Linked DNA regions of Ovis aries: region 1 is linked to region 2. Evidence: chromatin contacts called from public Hi-C data. All regions are on one chromosome and are shown on one strand. Each heading gives the region's core, a stretch centred on a gene start, on an enhancer-like site or on the middle of the called end of the contact. The rest is flanking DNA. Distances are from core to core; before and after follow the strand shown. Region 1 overlaps LOC114115276 (a long non-coding RNA gene). Region 2 holds the start of TET2 (tet methylcytosine dioxygenase 2).

The links. A called contact is a pair of places that touch in the nucleus more often than the background predicts.
Region 1: a Hi-C map of hypothalamus shows a contact between it and region 2, with 2.2 times the contacts expected there. The contact joins the enhancer-like site here to the promoter of TET2 in region 2. A contact is called at or near these places in 6 of 16 Hi-C or Micro-C datasets (blood, hypothalamus, muscle and 3 more).

The regions. Positions count from the first base shown.
Region 1 is chr6:20,478,145-20,483,021 of ARS-UI_Ramb_v3.0, reverse strand. LOC114115276 (a long non-coding RNA gene) reads right to left here. Exons shown (of 2, transcript XR_009601137.1): 1 at 4,342-4,877; 2 at 1-4,229. Among named protein-coding and RNA genes, the nearest start is that of TET2, 66 kb to the right of the region's middle. Within about 2 kb of position 3,176, at least 11 of the 54 cell types and tissues checked have an H3K27ac peak or open chromatin away from gene starts, as enhancers often do. A contact at or near this core is called in hypothalamus, where this site is marked.
Region 2 is chr6:20,411,928-20,417,115 of ARS-UI_Ramb_v3.0, reverse strand. TET2 (tet methylcytosine dioxygenase 2) reads left to right here and starts at 2,128. Exons shown (of 10, transcript XM_060417553.1): 1 at 2,128-2,398.

The sequences.
Region 1 (4,877 bases), core at 1,927-4,426, 65 kb before region 2:
AGCCCAGACAAATGACAGTTACAAAGTCAGGCAAATAATAATTAAAATAATGGAATATACACATATACACCCATGAGCAGTCAGAACAGTCCTACAAAAATAAAGTACAGTAGATTGACCTGGCAAACAAAGGAAATCAAAATTATATTTACCAGTTAAGAACAAAACTAACTAAAGTACAAACTGGAAAATAAAACTAGAGCAAGATGCCAAATGGGGAATAATGCAATGAAAACAAAACCAACATGTATGTTGAGAGGAAAGGAAAGAAAGAAAGAATAGATATTCAAATTAAATAGAGGTAGATGAAGATTTATATACATTAAAGACTAACTGCAGGGGGGAAAGAACAGTAGGAAATGCAAACAAAGGAATAAATGTATAAAAATATAATAGGTTTTAAAAAATTAAAATTATAAAAAAGGAGAAAAGAAAAAAAAATGGAAGAATGAAAAAAGGAAAACTCCACAGAACTGCAAAAGCCCAAAGTAGAAGCAAAGGTTTATAACAACAATAAAAACTGTGACTGAATATACACATATACATATACACCCATAAGCAAAATCAAAACAGTCCAACAGGAATAAAATAGAATAGATTGACCCAGCAAACAAAGGAAATCAAAAGTTATATCTACCAGAGCAAAACTAACTAAAGCACAAACTGGAAAACAAAACTAAAGCAAGGTGCCAATTGGGGAGTAAAGCAATGAGAGGAAAGGAGAGAAAGAAAAGAAAGAATACATATGCAAAGTTAAATAGAGGCAGATAAAGATTAATATACATTAAAGATTAACTGCAAGAGGAAAAGAACAGTAGGAACAGCAAACAAAGGAATGAATGTAGAAAAAATAATAATAGGCTTAAAAAATTTTTAATTAAAAATAAAAACGAGTAAAGAAAAAAAGGGGGGGAAACTCCACAGAACTTCAAAAGCTCAACGTAGAAGCAGAGGTTTATAACAATAAAAAAAATGTGACTGAAGGGAAAAAAGAAAAAGCTCAAAAGCTTAACTGGATTTCTTAGTGCCAATAAAATTGACAACTACAACAGAGGTGGAAAAAAGGAAAAAGAGAAAAAAGGAAAAAATCCAAAAGAATCTACAAAACAAGTCATAAAATAAGAACAATAAATGTTTTTCTCAAGTCACTGCTGTCAGAGTCCTTTCCCTCACTGGGAGTCCCAGTTCACCTCACCTCCCTAGGATGCCCTCCAACACTGTGCTGATCTCTGGACCTGCTGTGGGGGCAGCTCAGATTCTCATCTGGTCCTACTCCTATGTGTTCTTGCCTCCAATGTCCACAGCTAACAGAATTAGTGCATTTTCTTTTGTGGGAGCTCTCAATGGCCTTTTATATATTCCACAGACACAGAGTCTGCCTTGTTTATTATATGGATTTAATCTGCAGCTTGTACAGCTGGTGGGAAGGTTTTGGGTCTTCTTCCTTAGCCACACTGCCCCTGGGTTTCTGTTGTAGTTTTATCTCCACCTCTGCATGTGGGTCGTCCCCTGGGGGTTGCTCCTGAGGCTGCCCTGGAGGACTTGGGTTTGCCCCTGTGAGGGCCAGGTGTGGAGGTGGTGCAGCTGCTTGGGTCGCAGGGGTTCTGGCAGCACCAGGTACTCAGGGGGTTGTCGGCTAGGGCTGCAGGAAACACGGTGCTCTAGAAGGGTATGGCAACCAGTATTACCAATCCGCCCCAGTATTCTTGCCTGGAGAACCCCCTTCCTGACATAAGCCTGGAAGCCAGAGTCCGCAGGGTCGCGGAGTCAGATACGACCAAAGGGACACAGTGAGCATAGACGCAAGACTTTTTTGCCTGTGGCAGCTCTGCCCCAGTGAGAGTTGAGCATGAAGGTGGCGCAGCTGCTTGGCTTGCGGGGACCCTGGTGGCACCAAGCGTGCAGGAACACGGACTGCCTCTACCGCAGGAGTTATGGCCCCAGCAGAGTCTTTTCTCCCGCCTCTTGTAGCTGACGATCAGAAGGCCTCTTTGGTCAGTCTTTCTCTGTAGCCCCACTTGTTCAGGCACTTAGAGGGCTCCCTTGCCTGGGGTCCTTCTCTGTTGTTTGGCTTATCAGTCACTTAAAGGAGCACCCTGGGTGAGGTCCCACTCTGTAGTTCAGTGCCTCAGGCGTTTGATGGGTGAATTTCTCTATTGTTCAGCTGCCCATGCTGGCACGTGGGGAGAGGGAGGCTATGGCGATGGCTCCACCCACTACGTATGACTCAGCAGTATCACCTTGCTTCCAAGGCTGCCCGGCTTTCTTCCACTGGCATTTCCCACCACGATCTCCTCCCTCACATCCTCTCAATTTGTCTCTCCGCAGTCAACAGCAGCCCTCACTCCCGGACTGCTCCACCATCCCCAAACTCCAGCTTCCAGCTACTGTGCCTTCCAGGGGACCAGCGTTCCTGTCCGGGGTACGTATGGCTTTGGCAAGGACTGTCTGATGCTCATTCCATTTAGGCTGCCACAGGTCAGCTGTTTCACTTTCGGCCTTAAATGTTTCTCCTCTGACTCAGACCATTGCTCCGATGTGGGGATTGGACCCCTGCTTCAGTTCCCCCACCCGCCGAGGGCAGGTGCAGTCCTACTAACACTCCTGTTTTTCTCCCTAGTTCCTTCATCCTACTGAGTTGTGCATGGGTCTAGATATTGTTTTGCGCTGGTCAGGCACTCCTGTCCACTTTCAGCTGGTTTCTGCATGCACTTCTATGTCTGAAGGTGTATTCCTGATGTATTCGTGGAAAGAGATGCACTCCACATCCACCTACTCCTCTGCCATCTTGTTCTCCCCTCTCTTGCTCTTTCAGTGGAAAATAGTTCCTCTGCAATCTTATTTTACTTAACTTGCTCTGCCTCTATGAATTTAGGTGAAACGATTTCCTACTGTGGTGACAAAGAGGTGTTCTTATGTGAGAGCATCCTTATGCAGGCTGCATATGCCCAGTGCCTTTGGTGGGAGAGCTGGACCTGATGAGTTTGCCAGTCACATCTTTCCTCAGGATGTGCTAGCAGAGGGTATGGCTGATTATGGTGGAGCTAGAGCTTATCTGGAGTGTGAGATGGGATTTCCTCTCTGCTTAGTCATCATCACTGCCCTGTCGGGAGCAGGCTCTGCTCTCAGATCACTGAATCAGAAGTTCTGAGGGTTGGGCTCAAGGTGGCTCTGTTCCCTTTAAGAGTATGTGTTTCCTTCTCCCTGCTCTGGGACCTTTGCCCTCACAGAGGGGAGTGCTGAAGCAAGTGGGGCTCCTGTGCTTACGGAAGTCCAGTGCTCTGTCTGTGTAGGCAACTGTGGCTGCAACCAGACACAGTTCGTGGTCACACCTTGCCATTGCCGTGACCACCCCAGATCTACTGCTAGGCTGCAGCGTGGAGAGCACGGGGGCTCAGTGTCCCCTCATCTTGGGTTAGGACACACAGCAAGGCTGTGGTGGGAATTCCAGCAGCTGTACTGCTGTCAGAACCCTGGGTTGCTTCTGGGGCGCAACCTGAGTAAGCACCAACAGCGGCCACCACCACTCCGCCTGAGCTACACCCCAGGGCCTCAGGTTGCCATTGCATTCCTAGATCAGGTCTTTTTCCAGGTCCTGGATGCCTAGATCTAGTGCCAAGCTGTGGTACAGAGTGAGCAGTGCCAGGGTTCACTCAGTTCCAACTGGGGAATGCAGCAAGGAGGTAGCAGCATCCGCCTTCCTGGGGACACACCATACCTGAGCAGTCCTCACAAGCGGGGGTCCAGTCTTCTCCTGCCTTTCTATCTGTCCCAGCAGTTCTCCAGGCAGCCAAAGGGGTTTGTCTCCTACTCACAGGACTCAAAGACTCTGACACCCAGTCTGTGACTGGATCCACTCACTCCCCAGGGCAAGCGTCCATCCGTGCAATCTCCCTTTTCCTCTTGTTCCCTCCCAGGGCTGCAGGTCTCAGCCGGATGCTTTTTCTCCTGTCCTACTTTATTGCGTGTTTATCTTTCTGACAGTCTTGGTTGCACAGGAGTCCTTCTGCCAGTTTCCAGTTCGTTTGCTCTGAGAAGTGTCTCACGTGCAGGTGTATTTTTGATGTGTTCATGGAGGGAGGTGAGCTTCATGTCCTCTTACTCTGCCATCTTTATCTCGCCCTCTCCAGCACCTCACTGGTCTTAAGCCAGGCTTTTACAAGACAGAATACTCACTGTTGGTCTCCTGATGAATTAATCTGTGTCCTTTCATCAATAGGAAACCTATACTTGAGTAAAGAAACAGGAAGGAGAAACATGAGATTGCAAAAAAGTAAAGGAGACTCGACTGCAGTGTAACTGGTCTGTGGAAAATAGGAAGTCTAGGAACTGATCGCTTACCTTCCTTCTGCCATGGGAACTTCAGAGGAAAGATGGCTGCATATTCTTCCATTCACTGTGCTATCTCCATCATCCTTGCCCTCTCCACAAAAAGAATTATGAACAGTTCAAATGCTTCACTTAACTCCTGGAGAATCACTAACCATTTCTGATCACACCCCTTAGCCATCAATAAGCAGGGATTTCCTAAATCTAGATAATCATTTATAAAATATGACCTTGAGCAGGTTCAAAGCAATATGCCAGCACTAACGAAGTAGGGAAAAGTGTGGGGCAAGGAAAAGAGAGCCAGAGTAAAGAAAGAAATTAAGAATGGCACCTAGGATGGGGTGAGTTCTCTAAGGGTTAAGATTCTACTATCTTAGTAGGGTTCTCTTGATGCTTTGAAATGGCAACAACATGGTGCCTGTGTTTGCATTCCGCTTTCCCTCCCCCACAATTCTTGGTGTATCCCTGAGAATATCTGGGAAACTGCACAAAAAGAAAGTTAAAGCAAACTTCTTCTGTCATATGTCCATAAAAGGAAAAGATTTCTA
Region 2 (5,188 bases), core at 879-3,378:
TGATTGGTAATAGTATTAATAATAACTACCTGGGCACTTGGTGTCATATTCAATTCTCACAACACACTGTTTTAACATGAGCTTCCCTAGTGGCTCAGACAGTAAAGAATCTGCCTGCAACACAGGAGACCCAGGAAAGATCCCCTGGAGCAAGGAAAGGCAACCAGGACTCTTACCTGGAGAATTCCATGGACAGAAGAGCGTGGCAGGCTACAGTCTATGGAATCACCAAGAGTAGCGCACCACTGAAAGACTACCACTTCATACTTGACAGAGGAGGATACACAAAAAGTACTATACTCAAGGTCACACATTTAGTAAGGGGTGGAGTCAGGATCCATCTAGGTCTGTCTGACTCCAAAGCCCATGTTTTCCACAATTCTGCTGTTTTGTGCTGGACACAAAGGTAGGTCACAGTCTTCAGGAAACTTTACTTTTGGGACTTGAAAAACAAATTACAAGGCACCTCTTAAACAGCTTACAGCTCATTAGCAATTACCAAGACTTCAAAGACACATTCGTGTGCAGTTAAAAAAGATGGAAATTCATTTTACATGAATGCTTAGGGAAACGAATGATCTTGCTTAGACAAGTTCGAAACCAGAAGTCGAAGTCAACTTTGTCTCAAAGTGGAATAAACAATGTTTCATTGGAACACACTTTAAACGCTCTTCTTCGCAACAATGTAACACACAAAGAGTTCCCTTTTAAACGCCTTTTCAAAGAGGAAATATTCCGATCTCATAAAATTAGGTAAAGCCTTCACTTCTAAAGAAATTACAGACAAAAAATGTGAGCTATACAAAATATCTTGTGTTGACTTAAGAATAGCCTGGTCACAATGTAGCGATCCGATCACAATGTAGCGATCCCAAAACGGATGTGCCCCCAAAAATCTATCTAAAATTTGAATGCCAGTAACGTGAGAACGTCTAATAGAGGGCGAATCTCAAAAACTATCAATCTGATATAACGATTCACATGGGCTTTGTTCTTTATCTCATCTTCAACATGATTATTCTTTTCAAAAAAGCATTAAAAGTCTACTCGGCAACAGAAAAGAAAAACTGTCCACGGATGCGAATGATTATAGAATCCCGAACGTCAGGGAAAATCGAGAGTCCGTCATTCGAGTTTAGTTCTTTACAGGTTGATTTCTTCATCACTTAATTATAAGGCTGGGCATTTTTGCAAAATAGAGGCTCTTACGCAAGTAAACGTAACCATTTGAAATTGCAGGTTTATTTCTTACGACCGAATTTAGGGAGAAGAGTCACTGTTGAGAAAGTCCTCTCGGATCTGCGTGAATCCTTCTCTCAGCCCACGTGGCCAAAGTAAACAGAAGGTGGGCTGGGGCGGTGAGAAGCGGGCCTCGCTCAATTTCCTAATTTGTCGAGTCTTTCAGACTACAGGCCCCTAAAGCACTAAGGGCATGCCCTCTGAGAAACTGGGGGGTGCTTCTGCAGAGCGAGATGAAAACGACCGTGTGGAGGGGATGCCAAAGCGGGGGGCGAGGCGGGGCGAGTGGACCTACCAGAGGTTGGGGTGCGGGCCTGAGCGGGCGAAGGTGGGTGCGCTCCGGGGCGTGCGCGGGGGTACCTGCCAGGAGGTGGGAGTCGGGGCGGATGCGCGGACACTGGGGACTGGGGAGGTGCGCATCTACCCTAAGGTCGCGGTGGGTACGATACCAAAAAAAGTTTAAAAGGTTCAGCTGGGGTCTCGCATCCTCCTGCCAGGGACGCACCCCACCTCCCCCGTGGTTCCAGTCCCACGCCTCCAGCTGGGTGGCGACCCCGTGCAAGGGCCCCGGGGTCCGGACCTTCCCCCGCGCTCCCCCGGGCGCACTGCTCCCCTGCCTGGCTCCGCAGTCCCAGCCTCGAGCGCGCGCCCCTGCGCTCGGGCCCAGGTGCCGCCGGCTTCCGCGCTGGGAGCCCCGGGGCGGGGAGCCAATTCCCGGGGAGTCCGGGCCGAGAGCCCCGGGGCGGCGGTGGAGGCCCGGGCGCAGAAGGCGGTGTCCGGGGCGGAGGGGAAGGAGGAGGAGGAGGAGGAAGCGGGGCGGAGGAGGCGGAGAAGCGGGAGGAGGCGGAGGCGGAGAGCGGCGGCGGCGGCCTCGGCCAGAGCTCGGGCGGCCCCGCCGCCTCCTCCTCGCGAGCGCCGCGCGCCCAGGCCCGGCTCGCATGCGAGTCACGTCCGCCCCCTCGCCGCGGCCGCCCCGAGACGCCAGCCCCGCCGGGTGATGAGAACAGACGTCAAACTGCCTTATGAATATTGATGCGGAGGCTAGGCTGCTTTCGTAGAGAAGCAGAAGGAAGCAAGATGGCTGCCCTTTAGGATTTGTTAGAAAGGAGACCCGACTGCAAACTGCTGGATCGCTGCAAGGCTGAGGGACGAGACCGAGGTCAGAGCGCTTCTCTTACGCCGCGAAACTCTCCCCTTCCTCTCCCCTTCGCTTTCTCTCGGGCTCGCAGGGGCTGGGGCGCAAAGCCTGCAGTGTCACCCGCGAAGAACCGAGAGGGAAGAAGGGAAGCTTCACAAATTACTGGAGCCTCTTCAACATGGCTGACAAATATAGTTTTAATTCCCCCCACCCCCCTTTTAAACCTGTAGTTGTGTGTGCTCTCTCTCCTGTTAGTTAATGCTCGTGCCCTCCTCACCCAGAAAACTTAGCTTTGTGAGTCCGGCCGGCCGCTTTCCCGGCCTTTTAGCCTCCGGAAAGTGATTTTTCTCTGCTTTCCTTTCTAAACTAGTGCAGCTGTCGGGGGGCACGACTTTTTCCTTGACTCTTCCCCCACCCCCCTCCCTCGGTGGAAGGCAGACGAGCCCCGGGTTTATCCTCACCCACCCCTGGGGAGCACACGGACCGAGTGGGTTTCGACCCTTTTCTGCGCTGGGGGTCTGGATCTGAGTGTGCGTTTGCGTCCGCCCCCTTCTGCCTGCCCCGTGTCCCCTTTTCGGGGGGCCGCGCTCAGCGAGTGTCACAGCGAGTGGAACAGGAGTCTACTCGGTCGGGGGTTGTTGTGTTTTTTGTTTTTTCTTTCCCCGCTGAAGTACGCGTGTTTTGTTAGCGCTGCGGAGCCGAGAGAGGAAAAGAATAGTTTCTCGGCTTCCCCACACAAGACCCGAACCCCACTTTTCTCAAGGTGCATCAGCTCTGCGATGGGCTGTCCCTTCCAGCGTGGGGGAACGTGTGTGAGAGCATTTGTGGGCAAATCTGTGTCCTGGCTTTGTGCTTCTCCCAAATCAGCTTCGTCGGGTTCGCCGGTAAGTGACAGGCAGACACAAAGGCAGGCGCAGGCCGGGGGAGGGGGCAGACGGGCGGGCGCGGGGACGGGGGGAGAGTGGAGAGTTGGAAGACGGCAAGGTCAGGGGCGCAGAAAGAAATGAAACCCAATCCCAGTGAAGAAACGGAGAAGCAGAGAGCAGATTTCTAGCAGTCTCGTGCAAATTTGTCTTTTTCGCAGTTCTCTGGTCTTTTTTCTGCCTTTCTCTGTGTTTCCCTTTTCTCCTCCCGTTCTTCTTTTTCTCCTTCTTCCTTCACTCATACATGACTCTTGATGAATCTTTTTCATGGAGGCCGCTTTTCTAGTGATACTAGGCTAAGTTTCTATGGAGAGTTTTCTATCTGTGGCAAAATAAAGTGTGGGCTGGATAGACTGCTGGGAAGGTCGAGTGCGAAATATAAGTGAAATTTACAGGCTGTTGCCCTCATGACATACTTTTAATGGTATTGAGTGAGTTTTTCTCCTCCTCCTTGTACTGTTTAGGAATTGAAAAGGGGTCATTTTCCAGTCGTTTAAAATTTAGTTAAATATTTTTATATTTGCCTGTCTAGGGAGTAGAATACAGCCACAGTTTAAAAATCTCGACTCATACATCATGCTTTTCTTTCTCCAGTCAGGGATAGATAATGGCAAATCCAAATCCAAAAATATTCATCAATAAATGATCCAACATAAAAGTAAGATTCTATCTTAGGGACAGTTGGAAGTGTGTATAGGAAAGATACTGGCTATGGTTTGGTTTGATTTAAGGCTGTGGGTATTGTTGCCTGGCTAATGAAATCATTATATTTGCATTTTAATGGAAAGTCGAAATACTGGAGGGGAGTTATATTCTTTTCCTTGTTTGCTGTGTGTTACATAATAGGTTTGAAGTAGAATATACATTTCAACATAATAAATACTGATATTTTAATGCTATTAAACAGAGAAATGTTAGTGAAGGATTGGAAAGTCAAACAAGTTTAGAAGTCATGTATACAATTAAAAGATGGTTGGGGGGAAAACACAATAATGGACATTGCTCCATAAATCACATCTCCAAAACTACTTGTTCTTAGTAATTCACTTTGTAACTCTACATTTTGATCTATGGAAAGCAGTTAAGTTTAATCGTTGTAGAGGCATGATTACAAGGGAGACATGTTACTCATCTTTGTGGAATAGAAACAGCTCATTTGGTTGTTCTTATTTGTCCTCAGATAATAAAGAAAACACTTAAAGAGTTTAGCAGAAATGCTTACTATCTGTTGAGAAAACTGCGGTTAATTATCCCAGCAATTCAGAATTTAAAATATATAATTCCTTTTGCCAAGAGTAGTATCTAACTACTTTGGGGGGACTTTTCCAATGTTGTGTATACTGTCTTCAGGCTATTCAATTAATAATAGATATAATATTTATTGCTCACATTGATAAATAAGAATATCTACATTGGTTAATCATTTTAAATGTGACCATGAAGGCCTGTTCTTTCCCAGCATCCAATTTAGACTCTCTTCTGAAAGTAGCTGCTAATGAATATTGTATGAGGGACTTCAGTGATTATAAGAAGGACCTGTACATTTTATTCACCAATCCAAATAAAAGTGTTTTCTCTTTTATTAGAACAATTACTTGAATTACTATGGAATAGTTTACAATGAAAGATATAACCTCAGCTCTTTGTTTACCATATTTGTGAAAGTTAGTGCTACCTGGATTCTCCAAAAATTTCACAGCTTGACCTGTTTTGGGTAATTGAATTGTAGTGAAGTCATAGTGGAGAATAACAAGATAGTTTTTCTTACACTACAATATTGTTTTGCTTATGTTTAAGAATTGAGCTAATGGTTAATGAGAAATTAACTTGGAATAAGGGAAGTCTCTTGTCTTATTTAAATTCACACATTTACCAGACTTCTTAGGGC